Linked DNA regions of Pelodiscus sinensis: region 1 is linked to region 2. A link is a contact called in public Hi-C data. All regions are on one chromosome and are shown on one strand. The core of a region is the stretch at or near the end of the contact, and the rest is flanking DNA. Distances in the headings are between cores, read along the strand shown. Region 1 holds the start of QRFP (pyroglutamylated RFamide peptide). Region 2 holds the start of ABL1 (ABL proto-oncogene 1, non-receptor tyrosine kinase).

Region 1 (2,700 bases), core at 79-2,578, 170 kb before region 2:
GCGCTCCAAGCCGGCCCAAACCACTTACAGCAGCCTGGCGCGTTCGTTTCCCACTGGCTGCCGGTACCGGCAGACATGGGAGTTCAGCGTCTGTGGCACGGACCCACCCGCAAAGGAGATGGGCTGTTCATGTGCCACGGGGCCCCAGCCAGCTGCAGCTTCCTCACCTGGCTTGGGGTGCAGGGAGTCGAACTGCCAAGGCCAACCCGGCCCTCTTTTACAGAGAGGGAAACTGAGGCACAGAGCAAACCTGTGACTGGCCCAGGGTCACACAGTGGAAGAGCTAAGAATGCAATCTCAGTCCCTCCCCAGTTCCCTGCATTGATCATTAGACCAGGCTGCCTCCATGTCAGCAGGCGGCTTCCGAGCCTCACAAAGCGACAACAGACATCTTTAGCAAACGCCATTCGCCGGCGCGCTGCAGGCCTGAGCCCTTTGCTGGGAAACCAGGGGGTGCACTTGAGCTTCCGTGCAGGGCCCCTGAGAGGCGACGCAGCTGGAGAGCCCAGGGCTGAAATAAAAGGCTGCTGGCCAAGTCAAGCTGCGCCCGGGCAGAGCCGAGCTCTCCCCGTGCTGCAAACCAGGCCCGTGCAGCAGGACTCGCATTGCCACACACCGGCTGTGTCTACACAGACCTGCCCCAGCCCAGCCCAGCCGCAGTGATTTGGAGCCCCCGGCTCAGGGGCTGCTAGGCGGGTCTGGCTCCCAGCTGCAGCGTGGTCAATCCGAGAGAAGCCAAAGCACCTGGAGCAGCGACGGGCAACCCAGGCTAGGGATGGGCCCCACGAGCGGCCCTTCCCCCTCGCAGCCAAGACGGGCTCCTGGGATTGGGCAGTTTTGCTGACGGCCACTGCAACGCTGCATGTGGGCAACGGCAACCTGATGTCTCGTGGGCCTCACGGAGCCCCGGGGGGATCACGTGGCCCTTGGGCTGCAGGCAGCCCACCGCTGACCGGAAGGAACACGAGTGTAGCAGAGAAGGGCACCAGCTCCCACATCCGACCCCAGAGGCCCTCGCCAAGGGGCTTGGTGGGGAACTTGCAGCACCAGTCATGTTCTGCAATGGGTCATTGCAAATGGGTCGTGCCAGGTGCCACGGGCAGGTGTCTCGGCTCAGACACAGCAGGCCCGGCTGCTTTGGAGAAGGTAGGGCACCTCCCCCCTGCTGCCGTCCTGCACCGAGGAGGGCCTGGCTGGCTGAGGGTGGGTTTCCTCTGCACTGGCAGCCTCATTACGCTGCGGCAGCTGTCAGAGGCGGTACCGAGATCCAGGGAGAGCCCCATTAACAGACACGCCTCCGTGACTCTCTTCCGTTCCCACCACGCAGATGAAAGCGCGTTACTCCTTCTCCTGCCTCCTCCTCCTGAGCTTGGGTGCCTGCTTCCCTCCTGACAACAGACCAGAGAGGGGAGAGCCAGGGGAACCGCTCTGGCTGGAGACCAGCTGGCGGGGCACTGCAGACGACACCTCTCAGGCCAGCCTGTGGAAGGAAGGGCTGAGGCGGAGGAGCTCTGAAGACCTCCGCTCCCTGTTCAGCGTGGCCAAGGAGCTCCAGGGCTTTGGCAAGGAGAGGGCCGGCTTCAGGTTCCGGTTCGGGAGGCAGGAGGAGAGCCGGGAAGGCGAAGAGGTCGGTTTCCTGTGGGGGGACGGCGAGAAGCGCAGCGGCACCCTGGGGAACCTGGCGGAGGAGCTCAACGGCTACAACAGGAAGAAAGGGGGATTCAGCTTCCGCTTTGGCAGAAGATGAAAGACTGAACTTCAGTCACCTCCTGGGGATCTTACCCTTTACTCTGCCCTTCCCAACTCCCGCCACAGAAGTGCTCCAGGTCTCACCCTTTTCTACCCTGCCAGCTAGTTTCCCTCGGAGAAGAGGGCTGGGGGAGGATGCTGTTCTTCGCTCCCATGCGCTCCCCATCACTTTCACTTCTGACACAGATTGCACATCCCTACCTGACTGTCCTTGTCCCTGCCAGGCCCGCCTCTGATTGGGGTCGCATGGAGAGGAGGGGGGAGGATGGGATGGCAGGTGGGTGTTTATAAAAGATGGATGTAACCCGTCTGCAAATAGCACTGTCTTTTCAAAATGCTGCTTTTGCCGAACTCACTAAAAGCAGCCCTGCCCCTCCCCCAAGCGCCGGCTGTCCCTGATTGTTCTGTGCGGCCGCCCGCTCGGGTGTCAGCGCGCCGAGAGGGGGGCGATGCCGTGAATAAGAATAGGCCGGGCCGGCACCACCATACGAGGAAGTGGAAGGTGAAGAGACTGAATGATTATAGGGGGATAATCAAAGTGTCGACAGTCTCCATAGGGACTGCCTGGAGCTGACATCCAGACTATGGCTGTGAATGAAGAACAGGTTCCCTCGGGCACCATGGGCCGTTCTAAAAGTTCCTGCTCGCTTGCTCATTAACACACACGCCCACGCCGACCGGCAGCAAACTCCGCTGTCTCAAAATGCCATTTACAGCAGGAGGGCTCCTGTGCACACCGGGGCCAGGCACCCAGGGGTCATCCTTTGGACTCCCCCAGAGCGGCCATGCCGACCAGCCAGAGGAGGGGCCAGAGCGTTGCTGGCTCCCAGATCTGATTCGGGCAGCTTTGGAAGAGCAGGCAGGGCTGACAGGCAGTAGCGATGCAGGGCAAGCCCAGACCTTTGCCTGCTGCTGAACTGGGCCAGCTGCAAGTCGGGTTGCCAGGTGTCC
Region 2 (2,700 bases), core at 175-2,674:
GAAACTGCAACAAGATTCTTCTGGTGCCTTTATGCAAAGCTCTGTTATAAGATGTTCCATTTATTTAGCAGTTACAAGTGTTACCAAAGTTTCTTGTTTGTAATGAGTCTTCCACTGAGTAAGTGGGAGCTACTTTATCTTACCAATAAGAAAACCACATATAGGGCCACCCAGGGCAGGAAATAGTCATTCCCATTGCAATCAGTGTCAGGATTTCTTTTTTTCCTTTTCTTTTGCATAGCACTTAGTTAATAAAGGCCAAAAAGCCAGTGATTTGGCTTCAAGTATTATTAAAGTGAGAGAGAATCAACTGTGTCAAAGTCATTTTAGATTTCCAATTAAACAGTTCAAAGTCTTTGAGGATCCATAATGACCTTTGAGTAAGGGGGATATTTCAGAGGAACTTGCAATCATTGAAGACCAATAGGTTTGCCTTCTCTGATAAGTTTTCTGCTACCTCTCCAATGCTCTGAACAAAGTGAATGGGCACTTCGGGATCATTTTGGAGCAGAAACAATAACAATCATTGTGACAATACAAGTAATGAACTACCCATCTGCACCAGCTTGCTGCTTATAAGGCAGAGAAGCCAACCCGGGCTTGTTCCTAATTGTTCATGAAAATACAAATGCCATTCTACTTGGTCCAGTCGATGCTGGTGGCAGGAAAGAGGCGCTAGTCCAGTGATGCTCTCCAGGAGGAAGGTTTCTGCACAGCAGCCAGAAAAGGTCAAGTTGGGGTGACGGGGCTGGCTTCATCCCAACTGGGAGCCTAGCACTGCAAAAGGCCTACTTGGTGAATTATGTAGTACGGCTCTGGCTCCTAAGGCTTGGCAAGAGAGTCTGAGGCCAAGAACCCTAATCCCCACAGGCCCTGAATGGCCCCCAAGGGCCAAGGATTCCAATAGGACAAGGGACAGAAACCCCGGAGGGGGTGTCGAACCCCAGTCTGGGGTGGAGGAGAAGGAGCAAAAGGAGACAAAGGGGATGAAGCTCGCTCTGGTGGGGGGGAGGGACGATCCAACACCCCCGGTGAGGGAAGAGGACACACAGCGGGGGGGGGGGGGGAGTGTTAAGGCCTACTCCGAGGAGGGGGAAAGTCCCGTGGGCGGGGGCGGGGAAGGGATTAAGCCCCGGTCGGGGGGGCCCCAGCGGGGCAGGGAACAAGCCCGCCAGGGAAGCGGGGCCACTGACGGGTCAGGCGGGTGACGGGGGCGATTCCCCCCACCCCGGGGGGCGGCTGCGAGTCCCCGGCTCCCCCCGGCCGGTCACATCCCCGGCCGGCCGCCGCCTCCTGCCGGCTTGTCGCCGCGGGGCTCTCACCGGCACCGGGCGGGGCGAGGGGGTCCGCTCCCGGCGCGCTCAGGGCGAGAGGAGCCCGCGGCACACGGCGGCCATGACAGGAACCTGCTAGCGCCCGAGCGAGGCTGCGAGGGGCGGGGCACGCAGCGGGCGGGGGCGGGGCTTGGAGGGGGCGGGGCGAGGGAATAGGGGGAGAGGAGAGGGGGAAAAGGAAGGGGGTAATAAAGGGGAGACAGAGGGGGGAGGAGGAGAAAGGGGGGAAGGAAGGAGGGAAATGGGGTAGAGGGGGAAGGAGGAGAAAGGGGGGAAGGAAGGAGGGAAATGGGGTAGGGGGGAAGGAGGAGAAAGGGGGGAAGGAAGGAGGGAAATGGGGTAGAGGGGGAAGGAGGAAAAAGGGGGAAGGAAGGAGGGAAATGGGGTAGAGAGGAAGGAAGGAGGAGAAAGGGGGGAAGGAAGGAGGGAAATGGGGTAGAGGGGGAAGGAGGAAATAAAGGGGACACCAAGGGGGAAGGGGAGGGATCAGAGGAAGGAAAGGGGGCCTGGCAGACATGTTGATGCACTGCACAGTATCAGGCCCACCAAGCAGGATTGCCCACCATAGCCCTAATTACACCACCTCAAAGGGGTGGCCATGTTAGTCTGTAACTTTAAAAACAACCAGTGGTCCTGTAGCACCTTAGGCTACATCTAGACTGCTGCTTTTTTTCGGAAAAAGGTACACAAATTGCGCACTGCAACTTGCGTACCTTTTTCCGATTGATTTTTCGGAAGAGGCTTTTTCAAAATTAGGTCCATCTACACGGGGTCAAATTTTGGAAAACCTCCTCTTCTGGAAGAGCCCTTATTCCTCATAAAATGTGGAATACAGGGCTTCCGAAAGAGTGTGTCTGCTCTTCCAAAAAAAATGTCGGAAGAGCAGACGTGTTCCCTGGATGTGGTGGTATCCCAGAAAAACTCCGTAGTCTAGACATAGCCTTAGAGACTATCAAAACTATATAAAACCTTGAGCTTCTGTGAGTAAAACACAAGCAGTCCCGATGGTTTGTTGTTCAGGTCACGTGTTCTCGCTCTGTGCTCTCTGTCCTGGCAACATCATGCATTTAGGAGACACACCCTCCCTCAGGTTGCTTCCCGGGTTGGATCTCTCACCTGACCCATCTTACACACCCTTTCCAAGGACTTGTCTACCTAGGGAAAATGACCAAAATAACTAGTCCGCTTTGAAAGTAGATTAAGCTAAATCAGGAAAGGCACACTTTTATATCAAGAAAAAGAGTGCCCCTATAGAGAGTTATTCCAGAATAGCTATCATGCTTTAAATTCACCCTCTACTTCATTTCAGGACAACTTCCCTGTGTAGACAAGCCATAAACTTCACCTTGCATTTGGTTACAACTGG

Evidence for each region. Hi-C and Micro-C count contacts between places; a contact is called where the count stands out from the background.
Region 1: a Hi-C map of liver shows a contact between it and region 2, with 5 times the contacts expected there. The contact joins the promoter of QRFP here to the promoter of ABL1 in region 2. A contact is called at or near these places in 4 of 5 Hi-C or Micro-C datasets (blood, liver and an unstated tissue).

What each region holds. Positions count from the first base shown.
Region 1 is chr22:13,959,912-13,962,611 of ASM4963464v1, reverse strand. QRFP (pyroglutamylated RFamide peptide) reads left to right here and starts at 1,328. Exons shown (of 1, transcript XM_075905863.1): 1 at 1,328-1,747. The coding sequence starts at 1,328. The coding sequence ends at 1,747.
Region 2 is chr22:13,788,467-13,791,166 of ASM4963464v1, reverse strand. It overlaps ABL1 (ABL proto-oncogene 1, non-receptor tyrosine kinase), which reads right to left and starts at 1,424. Exons shown (of 11, transcript XM_006128365.4): 1 at 1-1,424.